3 separate regions of the Sus scrofa genome follow, and all the other regions are linked to region 1. A link is a contact called in public HiChIP or PLAC-seq data. All regions are on one chromosome and are shown on one strand. The core of a region is the stretch at or near the end of the contact, and the rest is flanking DNA. Distances in the headings are between cores, read along the strand shown.

Region 1 (3,977 bases), core at 507-3,006:
GGAGACTCCTTTTCATGGTTGGCCTCTCTGGTGAGCCCAGCCTGGTGGGACTCTCCCCAGAAAATGGCTATGAAACGTGGAGGATCTGGCTCTTTGTGCTGGTGGCTGACAGCTGGGTGAGGGGGTAGACCCTCTTTTAAGCTCATGCTGGTTCCTTGAGCAAAGATGCAGCCCTTATCAATCTCTTGATGTCCCCTCCTGTGGCTCATCAGGGAATCAAGGGGAACAATGAAATACAACGTGTTGGAACTGGTACCCACTGGAGTGCTGCAGCCTGCATGGAGATGGTCTGACTGGGCTGGCACCTGGCTTGCAGGACTCGCTCCTCATCTAGGCCTAGACCTGGGCCTGATGACAATGATAAGTGGCCACAAAGTGATGACAGAGAGAGGCTGAGAAGTGGGGCTCAGGGAGCAGAGTGGGAAGTGGGAGGGAGCACCAGGGGCAGCCATGAAGTTTAGGGGAGTGCTAGTTGCTTGGCTTTTTTTTTTTTTTTCTTTTTCTGTTTCCTTTTTCTTCTTCTTTTGTTTGGTTATCAGGTCTTTCTCTATGAGAGCAGAGAGCTGTGTGGTACCCTCAAGGCTGTCTTACCTTCTGATTGAGTAAATGTTTCTGCTTAATGAATCATTTCATGCTACTTACTGATGGGGCTTTTTGAAAGAATGGCTTTGGGGTAAGAAGTACAGTTAGAAATGATCACCAGCAACAACCAAATGATATTTACGATTTCAGTTGACCATTATGACTGTTTACTGGTTGGAGAGTTCCTTCCACGGTCCAGTGATATCCTTCAATTTTGTAGAAAATCAAGGAAATTTGTTAATTGATAAATAGATATTTTTGTTATTCTATAGCTTTATAGTATTTGTGAGTTGAATAGGAAAATCTTCTCAATGGAAATTAAAAATTTGTATTAAAGTTAACTCAATGGTTCTCCAAGTTTAGTCCACACATTTTACCAAAAAGCTTGGTAAAGCGCAGACTTCTAGATGCTACACCAAGATTTCCAGATTTAATAGATCTTGACTGGGCATTTTTAACAAACTCCAAAATTATTCTGATGCAGGTGGTTGGAGCCATGGTTCGAGGAAAATAGGGATCATATAACACTTGACCTTGGCTGATCATGGAAGGGGGGAATTCTCCACTCAACCCCTCCTCGCGTGTTTTCATATAATATAATTTCCTCTCAGATAACAATTGTGTTTTAATACAATGCAGGAAGGCAGCTCCTGGTAGCGCAGTGTATCACCTGCAATGTTATTTTCACTTTTCAGTCTCAGGTTTATTCCCGCTACAAAGATTGAAGGATGATCTGAAATCAAATACATTTGTCTGGAAGCTGAATGTCTGTCAGACCCAGGCATTGATTTCCTTGAGCTTGAGTTCTCAGTAAATGTCTTTCCAGTGAGAATTCCAATCAGGATTCTAAAGGTTATATGAAATAGGCCTGATTTCTGAGCTTTCTCTGGGGAGATCGCTTAATTTATAGGCAAAAAGGGGGAGAAATCCACTCCCCACCACTGCTTGTTTTGTAATCAGCACACAGTTCATATTTGAGAATAAAACGCTGTGTTGATTACTTGTGTGAACTAGGCTGAGACAGAAAATATCTCTGTGCAGAGGCTCTTTAAGGATGAAATATTTGCATTTTTGGAGGATGAAATGATAGCAAAATGAAATCTAGGCAGAACTGTAGAGATGTAGAGTTGCAGAGATGCTTGATTTCTATAGGTGCTCTTACACCGTTCTATCACGAGGGGGCAGCATTGCACTTTGGTTGGAAAATAGTCTCTGTGGCAAGCAGCCCTTTAAAGGAAAATATATCCAAGCTAGCAAAGCTAAAAACCAGAACATTAGCAAGAACCAGAAAACCAACAACACAGAACCCAAACTCTCTTTGTTATAATGTGCCATCTTTGCTTTTCCGGGTGTACAGAGTTTAATATTGTAGTATTAAGACTCTCCAGGGCATACTTTATCGGTCCATTAATACACACTTAGGGGTTGTGGATAATGCAGTGAGATTATTTTTCCCTTTTCTCACTTTTCCTTTGGCTCTCCCATCTTATATCACTGTCCTTGTCTTGTTGCCAAGCAGCTACTCCCCTACCTACTTCCCTCCAGGAAGAGGCAGACCTGGCAGCTGGCGTGCCTTGGCATCGCTGGTCATTTTGAGGTGCTGGTAGATGAGCTGACTGGAAAGCTCCTTCCCTTCTCCTTCTTGATGTGAAATCAGGCTCACAATTTGCAAGGGTCTGAGAAGCTCCTGGGGATCGCAGTCACCTTTATGCAACCACACAAACATACTTTTACAGGAGTCAAGCCATCACTTTATAGGGAATGATGTGAAATAAATAGATGCTCAAATTTTGCATTTTTATAATGACTCTTACTATTACTGGATCAAATGCGAGTGAATTAAAAACAGATCCAATCTTCGGCTTTAGGAATATCAGTTCCACCAGTCCAGGAATTGTGTCTATTTGTTGATGGTATATCCTAAGTTCTTAGAACGTGCCTGGTGTGGAAGACACTCAGTAAATTTGCTGAAGGAATGAATGAATTTAAACGCCTGTGCCATGATGGCCCTTCCCACTTTCTGGCTTTGCTTTCGAGCAATGATTCTCTTGGAGACTGAGGCCAGGCTGGGCACCGGCCTTGGCTTCCTTCCTTGTTCCAGTCTTTGCATACTTTCTGGGCTTGTGAATTACAACGGTGCAAGATTTCTTGAAGGAAAAGTTCTAAAAGTCATCCTCCCAGAATAACCATAAACCCCCAGCCATCTTTGTTTCTCTGAAATTTGCTTATAAAATTACAGCACTTACACTGTGGATTCTACCATTGGTTGGCAGGGCGGGGGTGATTCATCAAGACGAGGTTGGAAGGTAACTTTCCATTGATGCCCTTCCGTGAGGCAGTCTTTCTCTTTCCTTCCTCCTCCCCTTTTTTCTGGTGCAGGAAGCAGGCAGTTGGGAAACAACTTTGAGCAGGAGCAGAAGAATCACAGGGCAGGGAATAACAGGCACTATGAAGATTAATTACGCTCTTTGGAATCCAGCTTGACTGGGCAAGGTGAGACAGTTCAATTATTTAATCACGTTGGCGCTCCTGGCTTCTGAGGCCTTGAGTGCTGGGACAGCCCTCCCTCCCCACTTCATTCATGTGAGGAATTGCTCCTCAGCTCCCTGCTCCCAGTTGGACCCTCAGGCAGAGGGAAAGGAGCGATGGATTTTGGAAGGAGAAGTTTCCAGATCTGCCTCCTCCCGGGCTGTGTTGTGCTTATGCTGGAGCCTGGCAGGCTGCTCCCCTCTGTGTGTAGTGGATGCTTTTCCCCTCACGCACATACCTTTTTAAGGCTTGCTTTTCGCTCAAGCATGGCTACCCACTGAACTACAGGTCCGAGCATGCTGGATTAGAACACACTGGAGCAATGAGGTCACATCTTGTAGTCTTACATCTGCATTGGCCCAATGTGGTTATTAGCATTTGAAATGTGGCCATTAGAGCACTAACATTTTTTAAGTTAAATTAATTTCAAGTTCAACAGTTACCTATGGCCAGTGGCTACTGTACTGGGCTGTGAAAGACCGAGCTGCACCCACAATGCCCAGGAGAAAGGTTTCCTTTCCATGAATGATTTTTGCTTTTGTGATGGAACTGGACTGCTGCACTGTGATACAGAAGGGGCAGTTTGCACCACGGGCCCTCTATTATTTCATGTATTTTTTTTTTCATCACATCTCACCGTGCCCTCCTGTTTCTCACCATACCCATCTTGGCAACATCTCTCCTTGTTGGTGTCCAAGGAGACACAGAAAATGGTGTTTTACACATTCTGCCCTAGTTCCTTGTTCCTGATGGGGTGAAAAATCTTAATCACCATGGAAACAGCGTTCTCTCCAAACAAAATGAGAAAGGCGGGCGTGTCTTGTTCAGACCCTGGAGCCTCGCATCTCCATGGACTCTGTTATGAT
Region 2 (3,977 bases), core at 600-3,099, 440 kb after region 1:
GTCTTGGACAGGTTAGGTGACTTCAGTGCACTTTGCAGTAAGTCCCCTTTCTAGCAGATAGCAGAGCCTTTGTGTTTCTTAATCCTACATTTGCAAGGAATCTCTAGAGAGTCTCTTTCTCTCTCCCTCCCTGTCTGCTTCGTTCCTCCACAGAAAGAACTTAAAACTGCATGTGGGAAGTTATAAAAGCTAAAGGATTCAGGTTTAAGATAATACAGGGAGTGGCTGAAAAGCTGCGTATACATCTTCATGCTCCCCTTCTTACCCATTTGCATTGATCCATCACCTTTCTTTCAAAGAAACAGAATCTGTCTTTAACTCGCCTTGTGCCATTTACCCCTCTGTATTTAACTGGCCCAGTGATTTCCTTTGCTTACATTTAACATTCATCAGTCACAACGAGCAATGGAGCAATGCATGTTATAGTGTGAGCAGAAAATTCCACGGGACCCTCTTCACACTGGGAAAGAGAAACATCTGCTCCTTTCCTATTAGGATACCAGGATTTTAGAGGTCAATGTGTTTCCCCATCAAGGCTTAAGGCTTTGGGGATCAGGGGACGTGTCAGGCTCCAAGCAGCATAATGAATGGCAGTTGCTGATGGGCTAGGTTTGCCTGTTCTCAACAGGGGATAGAGAATTCAGCGTAATGAGCTGGGACTTTGTGCGCTCAACACACCACTTGGGGAGTGAGGCAGGCTGTGCCTTTATTTTTTTTTCCCTGGTTCGGAACTGAATTTTCATCCTGCAAGAAATTATATGGAGGTCTTCATTAGTGGCACCCAGCAGGGTTAAGGCTCCATGAGGGCTGATAAGCTCTATGGCTAAAAGAACCCATCAGCCTTTGTGCAAGGCACTGAAGGTTTAAGTTGCTTGAACTGGAAAATATCTGAAGAGGTGATTATGCTAGCAAGTAATGTGTATTGGTAACATGGAATCAAATTATTAGGGTCAGTAACTTCCTGACTTTCCCAGTGCATTAAATGAAGACATAACATTGCATTGGTGCCGGGTACTTCTTGATGCCACATAGTGTCAGCACTGTCTGGTCATATGTACTTCACAGCATGTCACCTTTAATTTCATGGGATTATCTATGCTGTTGCTTTAATAGATACTCATGATCTTGAGCTTCCTTTGAACTCACAGCAGGGCAGAGCAAAGCCATTATTGGGAGCATTTCCTGGCTTTTTGTGTTATATTCAAAATTATTACCGTTACTTAGAAAGGTGGATGTATCCTCTTCTCACGCTTCCAAAAGCACACACTTTTTTGATTGCAAGGGGCATTACTGAGGGGAAAACACTGAATGCAAAAGACCTCTTTGGAAAGGTGTCAAGGCAAGTGAACCAGTGTTAGAAAGGCATATAGGACAGTGAATCTCAAAGTGTGGTCCCCTGGCCAACAGCATCAGAATCACCCAGGAATGTGTTAGAAATGTAAATCCTCCTGAATCAGACACTCTCGAGATAGACTCAGCAATCTGTTTCAACAAGCCTTTCAGGTGATGCATGCTCAAGTTGGTGAACCAGTGCTATGGGATTTATGGAGCACAAGAATGGGATAGAGCAGTGGGCAAGACAATGTAGTATCTCCCCTCATGGACTTTATTCCATTACAAAGAAAGAGGTGGTACTTCACCCTGATGAAATGTTTATACATGCCCAGCAGAACCTGAAATTATCCATACTATTTTAATCTTTCTTTGGATTAGCTTGTTGTCTTTGGTTTCAGAGAAACGACTAACAAAAGATGACTAATAAGCTATTCCTTTGTGTATTTCAGAACCATCCCCCTTGCGATATGTATATCCATGGCCATTGTCACCACTGGCTATGTGCTAACAAATGTGGCCTACTTCACTACCATTAGTGCCGAGGAACTGTTGCTTTCGAAGGCAGTGGCCGTGGTGAGTCTGAGTTGGGAAAATGCCAACTGGAATCTGGGTTAATGAGTTGATGCAGTTTCGTAGTAGTTCCCTCCAGCAGCAAGTGGTTTGAAATGCAGTTAATTTTTTTTTTTTGAAAATGATGAGTATTTTAAAAATTTAGGGCAAACCTTAGCATATTCCATCTAGCTGATCCAGCTACAATCCTACATGATTTCTCTGTACTGTTACTTTCGTGTCAAATATTTCCACACATACGTGCTTGTAAGCATATTTCCACACACACATGTTGAATAGAAGGCATTATTCGTCCAACATGTCGTAAAGGGCAGGTGGGAAATTTCTGAGTTTAAATGACTGCATTTGGGGTATGCAAATTGCAGTTTATTCTGTGCTCTTTCCTGTTTGGACCTTTTACAAAAGTTAACATCTTTTCCCCAAAGTAACACTTAAGAATTTCTAAGCAGACCATGTACATTTGTTTTTTTCATGTGTGTGTGTGTGTGTGTGTATGTGTGTGTGTGTATGTATATATATATATATCCTTTTGAATACTAATTCTAGGATATTATTAATTTGGAGAAATCCTGTGTTATTCAAAGTTAAACAGATGTCATTGCTGTAGTATTCCTCAGAATATTGTAGAAGCTAATGTGCATTTTAACTCCCTCAGAAGTGGATACTCATAATTTTACAGCATTGTCCAAAATTTATTTGACTTCAGGAATATCTTTGCTCCCAAAGGTCATGTGATGGGACTGCTATTCTGTGCATGCTTTTTGGCATAAAAACTTAGCTAGTAAGAGAGCATTCGTTCGTGACCTTTATAACAATAAACGGTGAAAAAAAGAACTTCCCATCACTAGATGTCAGTTCCTTTTAAAATAGTCACTATTACCTCATATCAGCAACATCCACAAGGAACAAATTATCTCATTTCATGTGAACCTGTGTAGAAGTTCACTGTATTAAAAAAAAGACTTTGCCCACTGCTGTAACTTCTACTAGACAAGCAAAGGCACAGAGCTTCCTGATGTCGGGTGCTTGTCTCATCTTACTAGACAAAGGGCAGCACTTAGTCTTTGAGAGTCATGTGTCCATTAATTACATAGCACCAGCTGCATCAAGGACAAGTAAAGAATCCCACTCTTTTTTGTTTTATTTTGGAAAATACATCCTTCATGAAAATTTGCAGTGTTGCACCTGCCATGGAGTAAAAAGAAATGTCGGAAGTTTTATCTTTCGTATTTCCTGTGGCTCGATTTCCTCAGACTTGTATGGATGTTCTATCCTTTGAATAAGAAACTGGAGAAGGAGTTCCCGTCGTGGCGCAGTGGTTAACGAATCCGACTAGGAACCATGAGGTTATGGGTTCAGTCCCTGCCCTTGCTCGGTGGGTTAACGATCCGGCGTTGCCGTGAGCTGTGGTGTAGGTTGCAGACGCGGCTCGGATCCCACGTTGCTGTGGCTCTGGCGTAGGCTGGTGGCTACAGCTCCAATTCGACCCCTAGCCTGGGAACTTCCATATGCCACGGGAGCGGCCCAAGAAATAGCAAAAAGACAAAAAAAAAAAAAAAGAAACTGGAGAAGAAATTGGCACATACCTGAGAGGGCCAGATTGACTCGACAAACAGAGATTCAGCTGATGTGATTATTCTGGGTGAAAGATTTTTCAGAACTGCTCACATTTATGATATACATGATTAAGTTATTTGTTCACACTTTTAGGCCACAATGGTGGGACTGTTATCTAAAACATGTATCTGTAACACGTCTCAGTGTATATTCATACTTCATTCCAAAAACGTGGCTTCCCAGACTGAAGAAAAGGTATACAGAAAGCTTTCTGTCTCCAAAAGGAGAACTTATGAATTGAGCTGTTTTTATTCACTAGATTCAGAAATGATAGATATAGTTGATTAAAGACTGGATCAATGGATCATTGCTTTTTGAAAGTAGAGGGAAGGGGCTTGCTTAGACCATTGCCCATAGTTTTGCAACAGGGAATGACATGGTATCCACCTTTGATTGTTGTCCTAGGAGGTTAGTCTGACACTCACCAAAAAGAGGGATTATAAAACACACACGTA
Region 3 (3,977 bases), core at 722-3,221, 290 kb after region 1:
GTTAGCGACAGAGAGCTGAAGAATAGATGGTGTCTTGCTGGCTAGGAGAGCAGACAAGAGGGAGAACGTGAGGCTTAGAAAAGGTCAATGTGACAGACTGGAGTAAAAACTATTGTTTCTACCTTCCAAATTTCCTAAGGTTGTCCATTTAATCCCATATAAGTGAAGCCCAAATTTCTTGCAGTATTTGTTGCTCAAACATAGCATGTGTTTTGAGAATCCATTCATAGCTACAGAAAATTTGGATCATGAGCTGGAGCTGAGAGCAGTTTGACAACTTTCATTTGTAAAATGGCAGCTAAATAGAGCCTACTGGAACCAGATTCTATGGGAGAATGGAGAGTCTCAAAGAACTAGAGTTTGGAATGAGTGAATTAAGGAAGTGAGAGAATGTCACAGCTGGGTTTTCCCAAGAAGATTTTGTAATTCTAACCATGTATGTGTTACAGGAAGTCACTGATGCTGACCTGACTTGCAAAAAATACTAGGCAGAGAAGAATGTGATTCGATATCATTGAATAAAGTATATATTAGGGAATCAGTTTAAGTTTATTGGGGGAGAGGTGATAATACACATGTTTACCAAAAATTTTAATAGTGCTAAGTAGCTTTTTTGACTCAGTGAAGTAGTTTGGACATTTGCACTTAGATTAAATCTCAAATAGATGTATATATTGGCGGGAAAAAAGGATGTTATCCGATGCAATTTAGAAAAGAAGTAACTATCATTATTCTCTCTCACGTAGATTTCCTATAGCTCTTGGCACTTGGTAGATAAGATTATGATCAATGGGGCCACGAGCTATGCAGTGGGTGGTAGTGTGTGCTATAAACATATGATCATGTACATTCCACATCTCAAGAATGATTACAAATATAGTCATTTGATCTTAGTTTTTATGTAGACAGCTAATAGTTTTCTCATAATGGAGTCTACAAAAGTTAGTTGTTTTCATGAGCCATGAAATAAAACCACTGTTTGCTCTACCTTTTATTATTTTAACTATATTCAACAACTCTTAAAACAGTTATTCAGTTTCTTGACTATTCCCATCCTTTCAGATTCTTCTTTTACTTTTTCCTTTTTATGCTTATTTTTTTATGCTTATTTTTGGCCATTTTAATTTTCACCTGAATTTCACCAAGTCAATTATGTAAAAGACATCTAATTACCACTTTTATTATTTATTTAACAAAAATCATTTGGAGGGATGCCTTTTTAGGATACAGGCTAATTTTAGTCTTCTGCATGACTTACTGATTTCAGTTATTGTACTTTGGGGTTTATTACTCATCACACTACATATTTATGAGTCAGTAATGCCACATGACTTTTTAATAAAGATCATCTGGCTTTACCCATTAAGGAAGCAACAGAGAGGGCATAAATCTTACTTTGGGGGATGTATGCTTTCTATTTAGACCCTTGAGGATGAAATTTCTTTCTTTTTTTTTTTTTTTCCTTTTCTAGGGCTGTTTCCACATCATATGGAGGTTCCCAGGCTAGGGGTCTAATTGGAGCTGTAACTGCTGGTCTACACCACAGCCACAGCAACACGGGATCTGAGCCGTGTCTGTGACCTACACCACAGCTCATGGCAATGCCAGATCTTGACCCACTGAGCAAGGCCAGGGATAAAACCCACAACCTCATGGTTCCTAGTCAGATTTGTTAACCACTGAGCCATGACGGGAACTCCGTGAATGAAATTTCTGATGACACATGTGCCTGAGTATGCATCTGCTTTAACATAAGTATTGTTAAACTACTCTCAAAATTGTATATGTAAATATTGTACAATTTTGACTTAAATTTTGATTGACGTCCTAATATAATAGGTGCTAACTCTGCCCATTTTCCAAGGGAGATGCTATTATCTTTGTGAGACTTTAAAGGAAGTGGGTGTTGGGTGGGAAGGGGTTTTTCTTTTCACTTCAATGCAGTAAGAGGAACTCTAAAGAGATGATTCCGAGAGCTTGAGGGACACTGATGTTGGTGCTTATCTCATGCCTGAGAAAGGTGAGCATCAGCTTGGGGATCCAGTGGCAGTAGAGCAGAAGGCTACCATTAGAATCGTTGCTAAGTGTTATGGATTTTACTGCTTCCCCTCCAAAAACTATGTTGAAGTCCCAACCCCCAGTATCTGCATAGTGTAACCCAATTTGGAAATAGGGTCTTTGTGTAGGCAAAATCAAGTCAAGATGAGGCAATATAAAATTATAGTAGGTCCTAATTTGGAAAGTGTCCTTAAGAGTAGAGAGACACACACAGAGAAAATGGCCATCTGATGACAGGCAGAGATGAGAATGATGTATCTACAAGCCAAGGAATGCCAAGGATTGCTGGCAAATACTAGAAGTCTGTAGAAGAGGCTGGAGTGAATTTTCCCTATAGGATTAATGCCCTGCCAACACCTTCTTTTGGATTTATAGTCTCCAGAACTGAGTGAAAGTGCATTTCTATTTTAATCTAATCAGTTCATGGTACTTTGTTACAAGCCCTAGAAAACTAACACAGCATGTAATTGCACTCCTAATGAAAGCAAAGTTTAGAAGTTTCCCATGGACAGATTGTGAGCCATAGGAGAGAATAGTGGTAGATGATCATTTTAGACCTTGTTCAAGAGGACAGCTTGAAAGAGCAAAGAAAACTTAGCAGAAAGATATTGAAAGTATACAGCTAGATGCCCAAGGCCTTAAAGAATTCTAAGCAGTCATCCAAGGAGTACCTGCATTGAGAACTGCTAGTGAAATATAGTGTATACATTCTTTTTAAGCACACATGGAACATTCTCAAGGATTGACCACATGCTGGAGCACAAAACTAATCTCAACAAATTTAAGAGTATAGAAACTATTTAAAGCATCTTCTCTGACCACAATGGCCTGAAACTAGAAATATACCATAGGAAAAGAAAAAAACCTGGACTACATGGAGATTAAACAACATGCTATTAAAAAACCAATGGGTCAATGAGAAAATCAAAAGGGAAATTAAAAAAATACCTTGAGACAAATGATAATGAAACACAACCATTCAAAATCTATGGGATGCTGCAAAAGCAGTTCTTATAGGGAAGTTCATAGCAATACCAGTCTTCCTCAAAAAAAGAAGAAAAATCTCAAATCAACAACTTAACCTACTATGTAAGGTTACTACTACTAAGAATTAGAAAAAGAACAAACAAAACCTAAAGTCAGCAGAAGGAAGGGACCAATAAAGACCAGAGAGGAAATCAATAAAATAGATTCAAAAAACAATAGAAAAAATCAACAAAATCAAGGGCTGGCTCTTTGAAAGAATAAATGAAATTGACAAATCTCTGGCCAGACTCACATAGAAGAAGAGAAAACTCAAATATACATGCATTCATGAGAAATGAAAAAGGAGAAATCTCAATGGATACTGCAGAAACACACACACACACACACACACACACACACACAAAACTTGAAAGACTTCTACAATTATATGCCAACAAATTTGAAAATCTAGAAGAAATGGACAATCTTCAACATACAGCCCACCAAAACTCAACCAAGAAGAAAAAGATCATTTGAACAGACCCATTACTATAATTAAAATTGAATATGTAATTAAAAAAACTCCCTACAACAAAAGTCCAGTACCAGATGGCTTCATAGGAAAATTCTACCTAGCATACAAAGAAGAACTTTTATCATCCTTCTTAAACTTTTCCAAATGCTTAAAGGAGAAGGAATACCCCCAAGACATTCTGTGAAACCACAAACACCCTAATACCAAAACCAGAAAAAGACACTACCAAAAAAATTATAGGCCAAAATCTTTGACAAATATAGACACAAAAATTCTCAATGCAATTTTAGCCAACCAAATCCAACAACATATATAAAAGATCATGCACCACAACCAAGTGGGATTCATCCCAGGTTCATGAAAATCGTTCAACATACAGAAATCAATGTTATACACCACATTAACAAAAGTAAAAAAC

Evidence for each region. HiChIP or PLAC-seq counts read pairs in DNA pulled down with a chosen protein or histone mark.
Region 2: a contact with region 1 is called in an H3K27ac HiChIP or PLAC-seq map of alveolar macrophages. The contact joins two enhancer-like sites. A contact is called at or near these places in 1 of 47 Hi-C or Micro-C datasets (embryonic fibroblasts) and 1 of 2 datasets of contacts at active chromatin or transcription factors (alveolar macrophages).
Region 3: an H3K27ac HiChIP or PLAC-seq map of alveolar macrophages shows a contact between it and region 1. The contact joins two enhancer-like sites. A contact is called at or near these places in 1 of 47 Hi-C or Micro-C datasets (embryonic fibroblasts) and 1 of 2 datasets of contacts at active chromatin or transcription factors (alveolar macrophages).

Annotation. Positions count from the first base shown.
Region 1 is chr8:88,226,590-88,230,566 of Sscrofa11.1, forward strand. The region is part of intron 5 of LOC110262153 (a long non-coding RNA gene); the gene reads left to right. Among named protein-coding and RNA genes, the nearest start is that of NOCT, 320 kb to the left of the region's middle. Within about 2 kb of position 1,757, at least 8 of the 83 cell types and tissues checked have an H3K27ac peak or open chromatin away from gene starts, as enhancers often do. A contact at or near this core is called in alveolar macrophages, where this site is marked.
Region 2 is chr8:88,663,577-88,667,553 of Sscrofa11.1, forward strand. It overlaps SLC7A11 (cystine/glutamate transporter), which reads left to right. Exons shown (of 12, transcript XM_021101587.1): 7 at 1,785-1,908. Among named protein-coding and RNA genes, the nearest start is that of SLC7A11, 57 kb to the left of the region's middle. Within about 2 kb of position 1,850, at least 3 of the 83 cell types and tissues checked have an H3K27ac peak or open chromatin away from gene starts, as enhancers often do. A contact at or near this core is called in alveolar macrophages, where this site is marked.
Region 3 is chr8:88,517,795-88,521,771 of Sscrofa11.1, forward strand. No RefSeq gene overlaps it. Among named protein-coding and RNA genes, the nearest start is that of SLC7A11, 88 kb to the right of the region's middle. Within about 2 kb of position 1,972, at least 3 of the 83 cell types and tissues checked have an H3K27ac peak or open chromatin away from gene starts, as enhancers often do. A contact at or near this core is called in alveolar macrophages, where this site is marked.